Linked DNA regions of Mus musculus: region 2 is linked to region 1. A link is a contact called in public HiChIP or PLAC-seq data. All regions are on one chromosome and are shown on one strand. The core of a region is the stretch at or near the end of the contact, and the rest is flanking DNA. Distances in the headings are between cores, read along the strand shown.

Region 1 (3,603 bases), core at 674-3,173:
CAAGTTCTGTGCAGTTAATTCTACACCTAGTGAGACACACTGACCACTGTTGTGCTAGAAAATAAAACTCATCAAGAGACCCTGCTTCCAATGCTGGGTATTTCATGCACTGTTCTTCGTGTTTCAAGTAAACACAGGTTAACATCATGAACGATTCACACAGATGAGACCTTCCACCAAAGACCAAGCCAAGCTTGGTAATTTTGGACACTGTTTAGTTCCTACAAAGACATGAATTTTCTACATGTAAACTTCCACTTCTTCCTTCAGAGACAAAAAGCTATCAACCAACTGCTTATCAAACAAATGGCCCACCAGGGGGTGCAGTCTGCACTGGTTTCTGTTGTGGTCGCTCACTGTATGGACCTGAACTGTGGCAAAACCACTTTAAGAAGTGACTCAGAACATTCTACTGCTCCAAGAAAGACTATTCTTTGTGTTTTATTGTTTGACAAGCAATTTCAAAAGATTTTTTTTTAACACTTTTGTCTTACAAATTAGGGCCAAGTTGTAAAGAAACTAAGCAAGTATTTAAATTCCTCAGGGAAGTTCATACTAATGTTAAGTCTTTCCTATAATCAGTAATACTTTAGCAAAAAAAAAAAATTAGCAAATATCCTAGAACTATATGTTCTATACTGAGATTTCAAGTCAGCGTCATTTCTAACAAATCTGAAACGTCATTTCAACAGTAAGAACGAAGGCAGCTAACGGCTGTCAGTTCCAAAATAAAATGTTTGTTCTAGTCACAGGTTTACAGAGCTCTCCTCCAGAAGCACATGTAATGAATGAAGACACGCTGTTAGACATGCTGATTCACTGGGACACGTGAGTTCGAAAATGTATCTAGCAGGAGCCGTTCCAGGCATATGCAACAGTGGATGAGAACAGCGGCTTTCCCTGGGAAAATGAGTGTGCCCCACACTGCAGTCTGCACTGGCTCTAAGTCACATGCTCAGTAAGCTACTGCTTAAGGCAGACTCAGCTGGAAACTCTTCCCCTGGCAGCCAGGAGGGCGGTGGCTTCTGCACTGCAGTCCCACCTGCTGGGTCCTTACTCTGGGTCTTTGCCTTCTCCTCCCCCTGAGATCCAGTGCTGCTCTTCCTGAGGTGACAAGGGGACTACCGTGTACCACAGGGCTCCCAGAGAGTAGTAACCACCCAGGCCATTGCAAAAAAAAAAAAAAAAAGAAAAAAGAAAAAAAAAAGTCTGGCATTTTGAGGTGTGTTGTTAAATAACTGATTATGTATGCTCCAGGCTGACACACAGGGACTATCAAAGTGTCTCTCTGCTTGCACAGTTCCTTCATGGGGTGGCTTAGACATCCAAAGCCTCGGTCCTATACTTCAGGAACAGTTAGCAGCCCCCTCCTACCCTCCACAAACAGAAACAGTCAAAGCAGCCATGATGTGTCTTCTTCAGGCTGAAGGGAGTGAGGTAGACTAGATCCAAGGGTCTTGAGGTACTTGCGCAACAGTCAGTCGGATGTTTAAAAACATGCGATTGGTTTTTGTTTTGTTTTGTTTTTTTAACACAGTTGTTCCTGGGTAGCCACTGGGGATTGGTCCCCTGAAGGCATGCAGATCTGTAAATGCTCAAATCCTTTGTGTAACACGGTACGGTTTTTGTACAAAACCTACAAATGCCTTCCCATATGGTTTATGTCATCTCTAGATGACTAGAATACCCAACACAATGTGTTGAACAATGACTAGTGACATGGAGCAAGTCTAAGCATGTAAGCACAGATGTGGACATACTAGGTCTCACATCATGGCTCAGCACTGAGGCACGAGGCAGCGGACACCACACTTGAATCGCTGGAGAGAGCCTGGGATCTGTGAGGAGGTGGAGGCTGCAGGGGCCACACCCACACATCACACACACTCAGCGACAGCCTTGGCACACCATTCAGACTGTGGAGCTGCTTTCAGGACTCGTTCCTATGCTCCACAGGCCTGGGGAGCCTGTGGGAACAGAGGACTGGCTGTACTCTGCAGGGTATAAAAGAGCCCCAGGCTGCACAGTGGGAGACCTCAGTTTAAACTCTGCTCTGTGTGCTATGGCCTCTACCTCTCTCTTTCTACCTGGAAGACAGGGAGGGCACTACAATGAGGGAACACGGGTAACTCATGTGAAGGACACCCCAGCAGCACATGTTAAGCCAGGCTGCAGGGAATAGTGGAATAATTGAAGCATACTTCCAATCATGGAACTTGTTTAGCCTCGGATATTTCCTTTCATGTTTATGGGTAAAGGGTTCAGGACATGTCCTCTGAAGGTCTGTGAGTTTTCCTGACACTAACACAGTAGGCTTTGGGTGGAGGGATTTTCAAACCCAAATGATTGCTAATCTTGTTTCTTAAATATTCCTTCTGACTTACTACTTTGTTCTCTGGCCCTTTAGTTGAGTTTCCTGTAGAGGCATGTGCTTTTGCTTTTGATGTGGCACATACTTGAAAAAAAAAAACCTTATTAAACAGAGGAGCCCCATGGCACCTGGAGCTGACGCTCCATCCCCGGCCTACTCCGAACAAGTCTCCCTTTGTGTTCTTTTGTGCTAAAGTGATTAATCATCTTACCATCCAAGGGCTGCTGACAATCTTTCTAGATGATTCCGGCTACCGTGACCTCCACCCCCACCCCCCAGCATCAGCACTTGTCTCTCACACTCCTGGAACCTCTTCTTTATTCACACACAATGGGCCGGCTCCTCCTTTCATACAACAATAACCAGCTACGTTTACATCTCGCCTTTTTCCCTCCCGAGTTCGGGGCTCAGGTCAGGCAGGATGTAGTGATGACTTCAATGAGCAGGCAAGGAAATGAAAAGTTAAAAAGTCAAGATGATGAAGCCTGTTGGCAGAGCGGAGGGGGGCTCTCTCCCTAATGGAAGGGGACCTGTTGTGGCTTCTTTTCTGGGTTACATCATTCTCAGAACACACGATGCCTGGGGATTCTTTTCTCCATCTTCCCCTTTCCTCTGGTGAGCATCAACACTCTTCTGAGGCTCTGTATTTGAAGACCATGGAGGTCAGCCTTGGCCTCACCAGGCCCTTAATCTCTAATTTGGTTTTCTGAGACATGGCTGAGGTAGGACTCAGGAGCTGATCATTTAAAAACAAGTGTTCAACAGCAATTCTTGCTAACTTTAAACTTTAAAAAGCCCATCTGTTTTGTCCTCTTACAAGTACATACTGTTAAAATGAATTTTAAATGCATATTTAAAGAAATGACCCCACATATAAATTATTCCTTGAGATGGAAAAGCTAAACTTGGAGAGGAGACAAACATATGTAAGTAGTCTGAAACATGCTCATTAGGATGAAATACCACGGTGATTTCAAGTGTGGAGTTCATATCTGCAACAAATCTGTACTTGAAAATATTTACAGGTAGCCAAAGCCTAGAGTTTTAAACTGTTGTGTCATAGACTGATAATAAGAATGAAGTTTTTTTTTTTTTTTAAAACCCAGGGCTTTCTGTATCAGAGGCAGGGAATGAGTTTATCCTCTGCCCCCTCTGTTCTTGATATTTTAAAGCCAATTTCAGAAAAAATTGGCTTTCTAAGTTTTTTTAGTTCAAATGAGCTAAATATCTGT
Region 2 (3,603 bases), core at 367-2,866, 270 kb after region 1:
TTGGTCTCTAAAAAAATATAGCTGCTGTGTTATTTGATATCGTGTGATGTGTGTTCCTGGATATGAATACTAGAGTGTGTGTGTGCATTTGTGTGTGTGTGTGTGTATACATAATGTTCCTTGTGTGAATACACGAGCTACACGGATAGTGTTGTTAACTGTTGCATTAAGTTACGTTTGCATGAGGGAGAGTGGCCTTAGGCTTCCCACAGTCTCCTTTGTGTAGGTCCTGAAGTCACCGGCAAGGCCACCCTCAGATCCTCCCTGGGACCTTGACTTGGGTTCTTTCATTGAGGTATAGCTGGTGACCTACATGAGGTTCAGACATATTGCCTAAGACCACTGGGCCCAATTGGCATCACAGATGTATGTGAGAACATGTTTACCTCTAGATTGTGTCTTCTTTGCATGCCACACATGCATACACACACACACACACACACACACACACACACACACACACACACACACACGTTATGACCTTCCCTGGTTATGTTCCACATCTGCCTGTCCCATTATCTAGCCATGCACCAGGTCACGATTCTCTCTATGGAGCAGGCTAGGAATGCTCTCAACTGTCGGGCCCTGAGGCGCCCGAGTGCACAGTCCTAGGCTTCACCCACAACTCCCGAAAGTACCGAGACACAGACCCACTTACCTCTCAACACACTCTTGGTTTTATTTTTTTCCTGTTCCAAATAAATTGTTCGGCTTCTCTCTTCTGTGTACGGATCCCTCCTCGCTGGCAAGCGTTCTGAATGGCACTTTCTGCACAAACAGGAAGAGCTTGTGTGGTCACCACCCAAGTGTGCAGGTGTTGATAGAGGATGTGAAAGTGTGGAGGCGACGGACTACGGCAGACACCCAGCCCCCTGCTCCTACCCGCCCCAGGGCAGACTGGTAACAGAGCCTGGACACACAGCTTGAGAGATCTCCTGACAAGAACATAGATTGAGATACACAGTCATGGTGGCCAGGGGCAAAGGTCTGTTTCACTCCCACCTAACCCTAAAAGGAATGTTGAAAAAACATCCTGGAACATTCTAGAATCCCGTATACTCTTACCAGGTACTGATCTTAGTAGGCTATTTAGCATCCTTTTTTTCCTCCTCTGTATGTGTGTGTGTGTGTGTGTGTGTGTGTGTGTGTGTGTGTACATGCATGTGTATATATAGGTGCCTGTGCATTTACGTGGAGGTCAGGCACATACATTTCTGTCAATAGACACCATGACCAAGGTAACTCTTATAAGGACAACATTTAATTGGGGCCGGCTTACAATTCAGAGGTTCAGTCCATTATCATCATGGCAGGAAGCATGGCAGCATCCAGGCAGGCAGGGTGCAGGAACTGCTGAGAGTTCTATATCTTCATCCAAAGAAAGCCAAGAGCAGACTGTCTTTCTGGCAGCTAGGAGAGGAGGGTCTCAAAGCCCACCCCCCACAGTGGCACTTCCTCCAACAAGGCCACACTCACTCCATCAAAGCCATACCCATTCCCACAAGGCCACACCCACACCTACTCCAACAAGGCCACACCACCTAATAGTGCCTCTTGCTAGGCCAAGCATAGTCAAACCATCACACATGTGGAGATCAGAGGCTGACGTCAGAGGCTGATGTCAGCTGTCTTCCTCAAGTGTTCTCTCTACTTTCCACACTGAAGCAAGGTCTCTGGTTGAGCTGGGGCTTAGGTTAGTCTAGCTAGCCAGGTTGCTCCAAAGTTTTCCATCTTCACCTCCCTCTTGCTTGGATTATAAGTAGGCCCCTATGCCCATTTGGCATTTATGTGGGTGCTGGGAATCTGAACTCTGTCCATTATAGTCACATGCCAAGTGCTTTGCCCTTTAGCCAACTCCCTGAAGCCAGATTTAGTTTCTTGTCAAAGCTCTCCCGGATCTCCAACTGCCTGGACATCTAAGAAACCAGGACTAAAACTTAATCTAGCCTCTAGAGTGTAATGGTTTCCTAGAACTTTCCAGAACAAAGGCTCACAGGGGAAGGAGAAACAGTACCAGTGGAAAAATATAAAGATGTGAGAATATACTCCCTGAAGGTTTCAGCTCCTTATCTCCCATGCATCCGTCGGGGCTGGGCCTTCTTGTCTATCCTGCTGTCCCCTGCACACTCATTCGTCTTGACATTCTCCTGCTAACAGGGAGATTTCCAGAGGACAGGTAACTGTGCTGTCTGTCTGCTCATTCTCCTTTCTCCACAGTGTTTGATACTAGGGAGCATTTCCTCTCTTCTGGAACTTTCCCTTTGGCCACCATGACTCCACATTCTCCTGGCTTCTGTCAGGCCATTTTTCTCTCTCTCTGGCAGACTTCCATTCCTCAGCGACAATCTTGATTTGTGCTCTTCCCAGGCCCGGTTCTCCAGGCTCTTGGTTTATGTTCTCCATGGGTGGCCCCATAGAGTCTCTCCATGTTCCTTGCCAAGCCAGTGTCTGGCTGTTTACAAGTCTCTGCTGTTCTTCCTGAATGTCTCCCAGGAACCTCAGGATCAATGGATCAGAATGAGACTCTGCCCTCTCCATTCCTCACCCCTCATCACACAGCCTGTGAACCCTTCCCACTGTGTCCCCTCCTTGCCCCTCATCGCCCCTCTTCCTGCGTCTATGTCTGCCTTCTGCTAACCCAGCTTCCTCCCTTTTCACACCGAGTTTTCTTTATTTGAGCGCAGCCTTCTTTATGTATATATTGGATGGAATCCAGGGTCTAACTAGAGACTCCCCTGTCCCGTTACATAGTGTTACAGTTCTGCCGTCAGCCGTGCGGATTCCCTGGGCAGAAGTAAACCTTTCTCCTGTTCCCAAACCAAAACTGAAGAATTCGCCTGGATTCGTCCCTTTCCCTAAAAGCCTTCAACCTGTAATCAAAAAGTCAGTTCCATCTCTGAAACCACTCTGAGTGACTCCTCTCCTCTCTTCCTATACCTAGACCCTCACTTCAGGTCTCCTGTTCACTGCCTCGATCCCCAGGAGTATGCATGCCCTCAGTCTATAGGATAGGTTAGGTAGGTCACTGAGGAGTAGGACACTTGAGTGTGTGTCTACTACTACCATTTTTTGTTGGGTTTTCTGAAGAAATAGTTGTGTAACAGAAAACCAATAATTTTCAAGCACACCATCAAGGTGTATTTAGCACCTTCACAATTTTGGGGGAACTACACCTCTACCTCCTGTCTTTGATATCACCTGTGAGGCATGGTTAGGGGCCAGGGCATCTGAATGATCGATCAGTGTTGTCTTATAGGACTGAATTGGTCCTATGAGAACAGATTACTTTAAAGAGAGTTTGGTTTTCCTAGGTTAGGTCTCTTGTTTCTATGAGTGAAAGCCACTCCCCACCCCACCCCATGTGTGTGTGTGTGTGTGTGTGTGCATGTGTGTGTGTGCATGTGTGCATTCCATTCCATCGAACTAATATCATTACTTTTCTTGCTTTCTTCAGTCTCTCTCATCTTGCCATTCTTTCTCCGTCCCCATCCACATGAAATGCCATCTGCCATGAGATCCCCTCTAGAAGCCATGAATCTCCAGAAATGCTAGAGAAGCAAACATATATATAACTCAGCTCAGTCATTACAGTCTAGAGTGATT

Evidence for each region. HiChIP or PLAC-seq counts read pairs in DNA pulled down with a chosen protein or histone mark.
Region 2: a contact with region 1 is called in an H3K4me3 HiChIP or PLAC-seq map of the SCID.adh cell line, with 13 read pairs. The contact joins two enhancer-like sites. A contact is called at or near these places in 6 of 39 promoter capture datasets (the C10 cell line, the HPC-7 cell line, cranial neural crest and 3 more), 2 of 484 Hi-C or Micro-C datasets (DN3 thymocytes and the G1E-ER4 cell line), 6 of 115 datasets of contacts at active chromatin or transcription factors (the 230-238 cell line, CD8 T cells, the SCID.adh cell line and 2 more) and 1 of 9 other capture datasets (embryonic stem cells).

Annotation. Positions count from the first base shown.
Region 1 is chr1:38,392,803-38,396,405 of GRCm38.p6, forward strand. The region is part of intron 5 of Aff3 (AF4/FMR2 family, member 3); the gene reads right to left. Among named protein-coding and RNA genes, the nearest start is that of Gm16150, 180 kb to the left of the region's middle. Within about 2 kb of position 1,924, at least 74 of the 459 cell types and tissues checked have an H3K27ac peak or open chromatin away from gene starts, as enhancers often do. A contact at or near this core is called in DN3 thymocytes, the G1E-ER4 cell line, the HPC-7 cell line and 1 more, where this site is marked.
Region 2 is chr1:38,664,200-38,667,802 of GRCm38.p6, forward strand. No RefSeq gene overlaps it. Among named protein-coding and RNA genes, the nearest start is that of Gm34596, 35 kb to the left of the region's middle. Within about 2 kb of position 1,617, at least 106 of the 459 cell types and tissues checked have an H3K27ac peak or open chromatin away from gene starts, as enhancers often do. A contact at or near this core is called in DN3 thymocytes, the G1E-ER4 cell line, the HPC-7 cell line and 1 more, where this site is marked.